4 separate regions of the Mus musculus genome follow, and regions 1, 2 and 4 are each linked to region 3. A link is a contact called in public HiChIP or PLAC-seq data. All regions are on one chromosome and are shown on one strand. Each heading gives the region's core, a stretch centred on a gene start, on an enhancer-like site or on the middle of the called end of the contact. The rest is flanking DNA. Distances are from core to core; before and after follow the strand shown. Region 1 holds the start of Uhrf1bp1 (UHRF1 (ICBP90) binding protein 1). Region 2 holds the start of Lhfpl5 (lipoma HMGIC fusion partner-like 5). Region 3 holds the start of Def6 (differentially expressed in FDCP 6). Region 4 holds the start of Fkbp5 (FK506 binding protein 5).

What was found. HiChIP or PLAC-seq counts read pairs in DNA pulled down with a chosen protein or histone mark.
Region 1: a contact with region 3 is called in an H3K4me3 HiChIP or PLAC-seq map of bone marrow-derived macrophages, with 3 times the contacts expected there. The contact joins the promoter of Uhrf1bp1 here to the promoter of Def6 in region 3. A contact is called at or near these places in 1 of 484 Hi-C or Micro-C datasets (embryonic retina) and 9 of 115 datasets of contacts at active chromatin or transcription factors (astrocytes, bone marrow-derived macrophages, effector CD8 T cells and 4 more).
Region 2: an H3K27ac HiChIP or PLAC-seq map of acute myeloid leukemia shows a contact between it and region 3, with 3 times the contacts expected there. The contact joins the promoter of Lhfpl5 here to the promoter of Def6 in region 3. A contact is called at or near these places in 2 of 115 datasets of contacts at active chromatin or transcription factors (acute myeloid leukemia and large pre-B cells) and 2 of 9 other capture datasets (liver and pancreatic islet).
Region 4: an H3K27ac HiChIP or PLAC-seq map of regulatory T cell precursor shows a contact between it and region 3, with 3 times the contacts expected there. The contact joins the promoter of Fkbp5 here to the promoter of Def6 in region 3. A contact is called at or near these places in 1 of 484 Hi-C or Micro-C datasets (embryonic stem cells), 5 of 115 datasets of contacts at active chromatin or transcription factors (the HPC-7 cell line, bone marrow-derived macrophages, effector CD8 T cells and 2 more) and 3 of 9 other capture datasets (adipose tissue, liver and pancreatic islet).

What each region holds. Positions count from the first base shown.
Region 1 is chr17:27,855,164-27,857,863 of GRCm38.p6, forward strand. Uhrf1bp1 (UHRF1 (ICBP90) binding protein 1) reads left to right here and starts at 1,344. Exons shown (of 21, transcript NM_001080769.1): 1 at 1,344-1,631. The coding sequence starts at 1,588.
Region 2 is chr17:28,574,337-28,577,036 of GRCm38.p6, forward strand. Lhfpl5 (lipoma HMGIC fusion partner-like 5) reads left to right here and starts at 1,383. Exons shown (of 4, transcript NM_026571.2): 1 at 1,383-2,076. The coding sequence starts at 1,665.
Region 3 is chr17:28,206,415-28,209,114 of GRCm38.p6, forward strand. It overlaps Def6 (differentially expressed in FDCP 6), which reads left to right and starts at 1,364. Exons shown (of 11, transcript NM_027185.3): 1 at 1,364-1,524. The coding sequence starts at 1,429.
Region 4 is chr17:28,484,868-28,487,610 of GRCm38.p6, forward strand. It overlaps Fkbp5 (FK506 binding protein 5), which reads right to left and starts at 1,282. Exons shown (of 11, transcript NM_010220.4): 1 at 1,085-1,282.

The DNA.
Region 1 (2,700 bases), core at 94-2,593, 350 kb before region 3:
TATCTGGATACCTTGTCTCAATCTCAACCAAGAGTAAACTTTTTTTTGGTGGTTTTTCGAGACAGGGGTTCTCTTTGTAGCCCTGGCTGTCCTGGAACTCACTTTGTAGACCAGGCTGGCCTCAAACTCAGAAATCCGCCTGCCTTTGCCTCCAGAGTGCTGGGATTAAAGGCTTGCGCCACCACGCTGGGCTCCAAGAGTAAACTTAAAAGACCTGGGGACTGGAGAGATGGCTCCCTGCTAAGTGCTGCTCTAGAGGGCTTAGGTGCAGTGCTCAGCACCCACACCAAGTGGCTCACAACTACTTGTAACTCCAGTGCCAAAGAATCTGACAGCTTCTGGTCTCTGTGGGCACATGACATTCACACTCACATAGGAATGCACAGATAAATAAAAACACTCCGTCTTTGGGGGGCGGTGCGTCTGAGTGGAGTACTTACCTCATTTGCTTGATGTAATTAATTCCTACTCCCGCCAAACTTACCAAGAAAGCAAAACCACACGAAATAGCGAGAATTAAAGACATTGGCTCTCATTTCCATTGCTCCCTTTTCAAAAGGCAGTTAAGTATATTGAGTCATGTACTAATGATCAATAGACATTTAAATTTCCTAAAGGGGGCTTTAAGCAAAGTATGTTGGTTAGGTTTGCTGTGGTTGTTCGGCGTTTTGACCTCAGCAGTTTGTCAGAATGGTGCATTGGGAAATGAGATCCTGCACTGAGCCATTGTCATGCATGGAAACAGGATTCAGCCCTTGCCCCAGTTTTGTAGCTTTGGTCAGATGGTATCTGAGTATCTCCTGGATACAGTGAAGAGTGGAAGGAGCCTCCATCTGTGTTTAATGGAGTGGCCCAAGGCTTGGCGAGCACTTTATCACGGAGGCCTTATGTATTTAGCAGCTTAATAACTGCAGATATTTTTCTTGAAACTGGAAGCATTAAAGGTTAGATTTCTTGGGTCTTTTTTTTTTTTTGTGGTTTTTCGAGACAGCGTTTCTCTGTATAGCCCTGGCTGTCATGGAACTCACTTTGTAGACCAGGCTGGCCTCGAACTCAGAAGAGACAAGGTCTCTTAATGTAACCCTGTCTTGGTAGTCCCCATGTAGACAGGGTTGGTCTCAAGGTCCTATATTTGCTTGCCTCTGGCTCTGGAGAGTTCGGAGTAAAGGCGAATGCCACCATCTACCTTCTGGAAGAGTGAGCCCCGCCTCTGAGCGTGTAAGCCCCGCCCCGCGCAGTTGCCCCGCCCCCTATGCCTCTGAGCTCCCGCCGCCCCGCCCCTCATCCCTTGCGCCTGTGCCGCCGCGCGCGTCCCCGCCCCTCGCCGTGCGCTCTCGCCACGGGGATCCCGGAGGGTGGCGTGCGGTCTGGGTTCTGCTCCGCGGGATCCTGCGGCGCCGCACGGGCGGGTGGGAACGCGGCGGAACTCCTGGCGCTGAGTTAGGGGCGACAGAGAGCCATGGCGGCCACTGTGGCTACGGCAGCCGGTGCCCGCGCCGCGGCGAGGTGAGAGGACGCCTCTTTTCCACAACTGAGGAGGCCACGGCTGCCCGTCTGCCTGCATTCCACGCGGGCCCGGGCTGCAGCATGGCCGGGATCATTAAGAAGCAGATCTTGAAGCATCTGTCCCGGTGAGAGCGCCACCCCGCGTACTCGGTCCTTTTCCGAGCCCTCCGACCTCCCTCCGGCCGCTCTGGGCGAGCGGCTCCCTGCAGGCGCGATTCAACTCTTGCGGGCCGTTGTCGGCGCTGCATTACTCCCTCGCCCGGGCCACCTTCCTCCCCACCCCCGTCGCCGCCTCCTTCCTCGGCGCGGGTCACCCAGCCCTTTCCTGGCCGTACCTTCCAGACCCGCACGGAACCTGGCAGGCCAGCCCTGGAGGCCTCTTCCCGCCTGCCGAGCCGCCCAGCGCCGGTTCATTTCTGGCTTTGCCGCTCCGTGCTGGATTACCCAGGTCCCCTTCGATTGCAGCGCCGACGCCGGCTTTCTCCTTCTGTGAGGCGAGCTCCTCCTCTTCTGTCTGACCCTGTTGCATCACTCTTGAAAAGATATAAACCCTTCACCCGAGGCTGGTCGTCCTTTCGGACCTCCCTCCTTTCTGGGTCCGCTTTCTTCTCCGTACACAGACGGATTGGAGAAAGGTCAGCGGAGGTGGGGGATAAAGTTTCAGCAGCCTTCCCTTTAAGATGCCATGGAGGTTTGTTTGACAGCCAGTGTCCACTTGTGCTTTGTGGCCTCCTGTTAAGCTGTCCTGTCGCTCTGTATTTGGGGCATGACGGGTTAGCTGGCAAGACACTTTTCAGCTATATCTGAAGGACTCCTGGTCTCTGCGTGATGATGCAGCTTGTTAGAATGGGTGGCTGCGAAAATTGGGAGCTAGCTTTGCAGTTGGTTTTCGCTGCTTATTCTAGCTTGGTGATGGTTGTTAATTTAGGTTGTCTCAGAGGCTCTAGTGATCCAGAGTTTGGCAGCACAGTGACTAGTGGTTTTCAAGAGGTGTGTGTGAGTGTTGCCAGTCAACATGGAACACCAGGGCTTGTGTGAGCCTCTGTCCCTGACGTGGTGTCCCCCGTTGCCTGGCTGACATTGGCTTATGTGATCTTAGACATTTATTAGCTAGATTCAGATACCTTGTTTGATTAACTGTTATGTGCATGACTGAAGGGCCGGCTCCTGGAGTCTGGGCACTTCCTCTTCAAC
Region 2 (2,700 bases), core at 133-2,632, 370 kb after region 3:
TTGGAATGACAGATGTGAGTAGTCACGCCCACTCAATGTCCTGTCCTGTGCTGGTTTTTTGTTGTTGTTGTTGTTGTTGTTGTTTTTTTTAGACAGGGTTTCTCCGTATAGCCCTGGCTGTCCTGGAACTCGCTCTGTAGACCAGGCTGGCCTTGAACTCAGAAATCCTTCTGCCTCTGTCTCCTGAGTGCTGGGATTAAAGGCGTGTACCACCACTGCCTGGCCTCTCCTGTTTTTTGTTTGTTTTGCTTTGTTGTTGTTGCTGGTTGGTCGTTGGAAATTTTTGAGACTGTGTCTCAGGATATGGGACTATCTAGGACTATCTAGACTATCTCTGACTATCCTAGGACTTGATCTGTAGATCAGGCTGTGCTTGAACTCATAGAGATCTGCCTGCCTCTTCCTCTCAAGTGCTGAAATCAAAGGCTGCATGCACCACCATGCCTTTAAAGCCCAGTTTCCAGGTTGTTTTACCTGAGGCCTGGGGATTTGAACTTAGACCTTTAAACTTGAACGACAAATGTTTATTCGCTGAGCTATCTCCTAGGCTAAAGCCCTTGTCATATCTTATTTAGCTCCAGACTTCAGGGTTATAGAGGGTTTATTCTTTTATGTATACTTTACTGGATTGCCTTTTAGTACTTACACTAGCCATGCAGTTATCTAAAAAAATCTGGGTTTATATATGGGTTATTTCTTTGGCTTTTGAGACAATCTTATGTAGCCTCTCTTTATCCTGATCATCTTCCAATTTTTGAGTGCTGGGATTATTACAGGTGTGAGCCACTACATTCAGCGGAAAAACGAAATATTTTTTAAAAAGGAAATCTGCAATAAAAATGGAAACCAGAGGAGAAAGGCCGTGTGTTGGATACACTGACTGCTCCGTTGTGGTTTGGGAAAGGCTCTGGAGAATGAACTTTGGTATTCTTTATTACTGCGAGTGTTATTGCACTAGCTCAGGTCCTTGCTGACAGGATATTTCTCTAGCCTCCACTCTGGTCTCGGCGGTCATTGACTGGAAGACCAAGCCAAGACCCAGTCAAAACTTGCGGCCCTCGGGATGGAGCGGTGGTGCTGCTACGGCTGGTGGGAGGTGGAGGTCCCCGAAGGGTGACTAGGGGTGTAGAGGACAGGAAGCGGTTTTGCAGCTGGAATCAGCGGAAGGAACGTGACACACGGTCGGCCCCACCCTCTGGGAGGAAGAGAGGACCGGGGTCCCAGCTCCCTTCCCCTCCAAGTCGCCCCTCCAGGCTCTGCGCGGCCGCCGGCCACGCCCCTACCAGGCCACGCCCCCGAACTCTGGCGCTGGCCGCGGTGCTGAAACGCGTTTCGCAGAGCGGGCCGGGCGTGGCCTGTGAGGGCAAGCAGGAGGGGCGGGCAAAGCGGAGGCGCAGGCCCAGACCCTGGCCGACCTAGAGGAGGCGGCAGACTCGAGCCCATCCTGGTCAGAACGGGCACATTCATCTGGGAAGCATCTCTTGCGAAGACAAGGTTGACCTTGGCCTGCTGCACTCCCAACCTACTGGGGGGAATGTTTGCATGGCTCCCTGACCTCAGGCTGCTCCTCACACCAGGCTGAGGACTGACCCACGACTTCTGCTCCCTAGAGCTGTAGACCTGCACCCAGCCAGTGTCCCCGTCCTAGTCCAGCGGCCTTCGCCATGGTGAAGTTGCTGCCAGCCCAGGAGGCCGCCAAGATCTACCACACCAACTATGTGCGAAACTCGCGCGCTGTGGGAGTGATGTGGGGCACGCTCACTATCTGTTTCTCGGTGCTGGTCATGGCCCTCTTTATCCAGCCCTACTGGATAGGCGACAGTGTTAGCACACCACAGGCTGGTTACTTTGGCTTGTTCTCCTACTGCGTGGGCAACGTGCTGTCGTCGGAACTCATCTGCAAGGGGGGCCCTCTGGACTTCTCCTCCATCCCCTCCAGAGCCTTCAAGACTGCCATGTTCTTTGTGGCCTTGGCCATGTTCCTTATCATCGGCTCCATCATCTGCTTCAGCCTGTTCTTCGTCTGTAATACAGCCACGGTCTACAAGATTTGCGCCTGGATGCAGCTGGCTGCTGGTGAGCAGGGTTGCTGGGGTGTGGTGTGTGTGAGGGGGGATACTCAGGGTACAGCCATGGCTTTCCCATGAAGGGAAAGCTCTGAGCCTTCTCTTACTCAGTGTTCCACAAAAGATTCGGAATAGGGGCTCACACTATACTCAGAGTAGAGGCCAAGGCTATAGCAGACCAAATTATAGGTGGGAGCCATGAGACAAGAGGAGGGCTGTGAGTTCCAGGCCAGCCTGGGCTATATTGTGAGACCCTGTCTTGAGGAGAATCTGAGATTCTAAGAAAGAATGAGTCAGGGACTAGGAGATAGCTCAGCTGGTAAAGGTGCTTGCCACCAAGTCTGATAGCTTGAGTTCAGCATCCAGGACCCACATTCCATAAAGAACAGAGTCTGTCCAGTTGTTTATCTGATCTCCATGCGGCATGTGCCCATGAGCTCATACGTCACGTCACACACTCATGTACACACACAACTAAAAGTAAAAGAAAAGGGGGTATTCATAGGCAGAATGGATGCAGACTGTTGGGGTCCTCGCTGTAGAGCCCATGAGCCAGAGAGAAGTGACTTGGAGGGGGCACATAGCTCTGGGTGGATGCAGCCAGGTGTACCAACAACCAGAACACCGCACCACA
Region 3 (2,700 bases), core at 114-2,613:
GAGCAGCTATAATGCTACCCACAGCTGTGTAGGAACACTGTGGGAACTGTGGGAGCCTCTCCCTCCCTCCTCGTCATCTCTCTGTATGATGCTCTCATGAGCCCCCAGCCCCTTCCTGCTGACAGAGCCAGGAAATCAGGGACCAAGTGCATAAGATTATCCTCTCCTGGGACACCTAAGGAAGCCCTCATTTGCTGTTGCTCAGCTGGGATCTTTTCTCTCCTCCTCCTCCTCTTCCTCTCCTCCTCCTCTTCTTCCTCCTCCTCTTCCTCCTCCTCTCTTCCTCTTCCCCCTCTCCTCCTCTTCTTCTTCCTCCTCTTCCTCCTCCTCCTCCTTCTTCCTCTCTCTCTCTCTCTTCCTCTCTCTCTCTCCCCTCCCTTCCTCCCTCCCCCCTTCTGGGCTTTTTTATAGTTTGTTTTTGAGACAGAACTGTTCTTCATAGCCTAGGTGGTCTCAAACTCATCCCAAGGTTTTAGAACTCCAAGTGAGGAGCAAGTGGAGGGGCTGGGTATATGCCCCTGTGAGTGAGTAGGTGGATGGGTGGAGCACAACTCCAGAATTAGCTTCCACTGACTTCATTGAAATTTAATGGCCACCATGATCTGTGTGGGCATTGCATCTGAAGAAGTGGAGGCTGCTGAAGAGGGCTCTGCCCATGGCCTGCCCTGCCCCTGACTGGATTTCTGACGTGAGCCCCACTGTCAAGGTCACCCTGTGTGCCTAAATACAGGCTCTGGTGTCTTGAAAGCCATCAAGTACAAAGTGGGCAGTATTCTGAAGTTTCTTTTAGAGCCAAGGCCCGGGGAGGGGGAAACAGCAAACCAAACTGCCAAGGCACCCTGTCGTGGAGAAGCGGAGAAGCAGCTGGCTCTGTCCTTCCTCCGCTGGGTTGCTTTTGCTTGGGTAGAACTCTGCACTGAGCTTCTGCTGGGTGGCTCTAAAGAAATATCCTGTCCCGGGCCTACAGGGCCTACAGTTTTCTTTCTGTCCAGTCTCAGGCACCCACACAGCTCTGTGAGGTAGGAACGTACTAAGAGTAGACTGTTGGGGCTAACTCATCCAATCGCTTCCACTTGGTAAGCTTGACTCCTGATCCTGTGTCCCTCCAAGTCTGGAAGGGCCTGCTTCCTCTCTCTAGAGCTACCACTGGGAGCCTGGGAAGATCCTGAGGCAAGCAGGCTTCTAAAGTGACTATCTGTGCTGAGGGAGCCAGGGCCCAAAGGAGGGCTCCAGCTCTGGGAGGGTCAGCCCTGGAAGCAGAGCGTGGCGAGAGCAGCTGGCTAGGCCCTGGAAGCAAGAGGGAACAGGCAGGTGGAGCTCTCGCTCCGCTCTGCACCAGGGCCTCTCTGCGGTCTGCAGCCGTTTGCATTTCCTGAAACCGGATCTTGGTGTCAGAGCCGCCCCTGGGCCGGGGCGGGCGCCTCAGCCATGGCCCTGCGCAAGGAGCTGCTCAAGTCTATCTGGTACGCCTTCACTGCACTGGACGTGGAGAAGAGCGGCAAGGTCTCCAAGTCCCAACTCAAGGTGAGTGGCATCCTTGGGGCTCAGGGGAGGCTGACTCAACGTGCCAGCTCCCACCCCAGAGAGTCAGCCACGGAAGCCTTTGCTACTGGCAGACACCTTGCCATCCAGCAGCCCTGGCCCCGGGTGGAGCGCTGACGGGGCCACAAAGGCAGCGTAGCTCAGTGGATGCTCCCCAGAGGGCTCATGCCACCAGAAGCCACTGTCTAGAACCAAGTACCCTGACTGGACAGACAGTAGAGGTGGCATCACGAGGTTCCGAGATTGAGTAGCCAGGCCCCTTCCCGGGCTCCTTGTGGGTTCCCCAGCGTCATGCTTGGGCACGTACCCTGCTCCTCCCTGTGGCTTCCTCATGGCTTTGAAGAAAAACAGTTAGTGCTTGCCCTTGGCTCTGAGAGCCTCCTCCATTTGCAAAGCAAGCTGGCGACTTGAAGCAAGCGGTAATGTGGGCCACCTATCAGCGCAGGAACAGAACAGGTTGGGAGATTTATCTTATAAGACCTCGGGCTGAGGGTGTCGGGGAAGCCGGGTCTGAGAAAACCTCTTCCGTGACCACACACACACACACACACACACACACACACACTCTACTCACCCCCATCATCTTAAAACCATTAGGCCTGGACAGTTCCAAGGAGCGGAAGGAGCTCTCTCCTTCCTGGGTAGGTGTCTTCTTCCCAGGGGAGAATGTAGGAGAAACCAGCAGAAGTCTAGGCTGCTGGAGCCAGGGAGTGTTGGGCCAAGTGTCAGAGTAGCCTCAACCCTGCTAGGGATCCAGTCACTCTCTGTAAATACTTTACCTGGAGCACCACAGGAGGCTGTGTCTGCCTCCCACTCGCCCCTCAAGATCTGGGTATTTACAATTTCCACTGTTCACAACCATGATAGGAACCCTGGGAGGCAGATGGCACAGAACAGGCATGGCCCACCTCTGTCTCAACTCCGACATTGCTGAAGCTGGGTCCTATGAACTTAGAAGCTCTAGCCAGCTCCATCTACCCAGCTGAGCTGGCTTTCTGAGCATCTAATGACTAAGGTTCTACTGCCCCAGGAAAGAGAGTCCAGTACCACCTCTGGTTCCCTAGAGAGGCAAGGTTAGCCCTTCCCATGTCTGCCCAGCTCTCGTCACCGAGTTGAGTTCTGCCCAGAAAGAAAAACAGGTCATCCAGACACCAATCC
Region 4 (2,743 bases), core at 32-2,531, 280 kb after region 3:
AAGGGAAAAAAAAAAAAAAAAAAATCCCCAAACCACCAGCTCCCAACTGCCGCATGCAGAATTTACTGAATGGCGGCCAAGCGCTGTACACCCTGTCCCGAGCCCCGCCGAGGGCTGTCCCAAGTTCTGCACGCTCTGCTTACGATCTGTACCTTCCAACGCTTTCGCCATGGCTGCAGACACCAATTATTTAAAAAATGAGGCGCAAGCGCTCCACCTGGCTCATCCACAGACGAAGATGAGGAGGAGGAAGATGGTCATAATGCAACGTGCTCCCTTAGATTCATCCCACACACACACACAAAATGCTGGGTTTGGAGTCAAGGACTATGGCCGGAACAGGAGTGGTGATGCCGCTGGGGCGAAGGGAATGAAGATTCCTAAAATAACTTTTATTTCCTTAGTATTATTGAGAGCGGGGGTGAGAGATGAGAATGTGTATCGGAGCCAGTGGTGTTTGTGCTGTGTACACAGGGAGGTCAGAGGACAACTCGCGGTTGGAGTCGGTTCCCCTACTACCATGTCGGTTCCCGGGATCGAACCCAGGTCGTCACGCTTGGCTGCAAGCGGCTGTACCCGCTCAGCCACCTCCGAGACAACTTTTAATTAGCCCTTCCTCCTCAGTACCTCCGAGACCCTCCGGTCACCTGCCTGCCCGGTGCGAGCCGGCTCGGGAGCGGCAGGTGAGGGCGGTGCCCGGCCGGCACGCCCATCGCGCGGCCCCGCGGACGCGGCGGAGCACTCCGTTATCCGCGGGGCTTGCAGGGCTCCGGAAGGCCAAGTTTCCTCCGCGTCCGGAGGGCGGCGTGGCGGAGCGACACGGGGCTCCCCGGACCTGTGGGCTGCGCGGGAAACAAAAGCCGCGCGCGGGCGAGCGAGCCGCCGCCGCCGCGCTGAGGGAGACGCTGGAGAAGAGCGCCGGCCGCTCCACCTCCCACGCGGGGCCCAGGCCTCCCGCGCGTCCCGTCCACGCCATCCCGGGGAAGCCGCGCGAGGGGCGGCAGAAGCGGGACCGCGAGCACGGGGCTGGCTCCGGGGTCCGCCGCGTGCGCGCGCCCCATTCCCGCGGCCATGGCGCCCGTACCTGTCGCCGCGTCCGCCGCCGCCGCGTCCCTCGCTCCGCGTCTCTCCGCCGCCGCGCGCGCCGCTCAGCCCGCCCAGCAGGCCGCCGCTCCGTCCGCACGCTCGGTCGCTCAGCCGCGCGCCGGACACCGCCGCCGGAGACTGGCAGCGCCCGCAAGCCGGCTAGTGCGCCGGGCAGCGCCCGCCGTCGTCCCGCCCCCGCCGGCCGCAGGACCCACCTCCCATAGGGCCACGGGGCTGCCAATCCGCCCCCAAAAGGCGCGCGGGCTGTCGCTCCGCCCGTCCCGATTGGTGGCCGTGCACTGCCTATGCAAATGAGGCTCCGCCCCGTTCGTTTGCATCTCCGCCTCTTCACCGCTGCCCACGTGTCTGGCCCTTGCCCTTTGTGGGGGCCGGAGAAGAGGGATGGAGGAAGCTGACTGACACCTCGCCTCGTCGTCCACTGCCTCCAGACTAAATACTGACCAGACAAGCGTCTGCCTTGCCTGTCTGTCCACCCAGCCTGCCCTTCACGAGCTGCAGAGGTCGGGCCATGCTGACCCCGGAAAATAACCTCCTGAACTTGAAGATGCTCCTTAGAGACTGGGAAAATGCGATGTAGCACCTAGCACCTCTCTCTCTGGACACCCAGTGGGCGTGAAGATGTCGCTTTCCCTTGAGGTTTCTGCCTCTCCAACACAGCAAGCAGCCCAGGTGATGAGGTCAAAAAGGAACCCAAAGGATGGCTGTTGAGCTAGGTCAGCTTCGAGATGGCACCCCCTCGCCACGTCTGGGTGACTCCTATAGACGCTCAGGAGCTGCACCTGGGGACTTGAACTCTAACTGTTCGGTTTTTAAGAAGATTCTTAGAAGAACGTTTATGATGAGTGTTTCGCCTGCTGGGTGTGTGTGTGTGTGTGTGTGTGTGTGTGTGTGTGTGTGTGTGTGTGTTTACTATGTGAGTGCAGTACCCAACAGAGGTCAGAAGAGGGCATCGAATCCCCTGTCACTGGAGTTGGAAGCATCCTGTGCTCTCCCAGCCTCTGGGAGAACAACCAGTGAGAGCAACTGCTCATAACAGCTAGGGAATCTCTCCAGACCCCCGGTTGGTTGGTTGGTTTGTTTGTTTGTTTGTTTGTTTTTTGAGGGGAGGAGAAACTATAAAAGTCCCAATTACCTATGGAATATTTTGTAGCCACAGGAAAATTCCATGTTTCCTGGTTCCATGTCTGCTTTTATTTTAGTTTTGGTTTTTTGTTTTGTTTTTTAAGATTTATTTATTTATTATTATATCTAAGTACACTGTAGCTATCTTCAGACACACCAGAAGAGGGCATCAGATCTCATTACAGATGGTTGTGAGCCACCATGTGTTTGCTGGGATTTGAACTCAGGACCTCTGGAAAAGCAGTCAGTGCTCTTACCCGCTGAGCCTTCTCTCCAGCCCCTAGTTTTGGTTTCTTTTGTCTTGTCTCACTTTAGAACTTATGAAGATACATGTCACCTTGTATGGTGATATATATCAATGTCCATATAACACATATGATATATATCAATGTCTATCACCCACATGGTGGTATGGTCATTCCTTCCCTATCCTCAAAGACCTCTACAGAAAAGATAAAACTGATATAAAAGATACCCCACCCACCCACTCCTCTTGGATAGGGGTCCTTCTCAG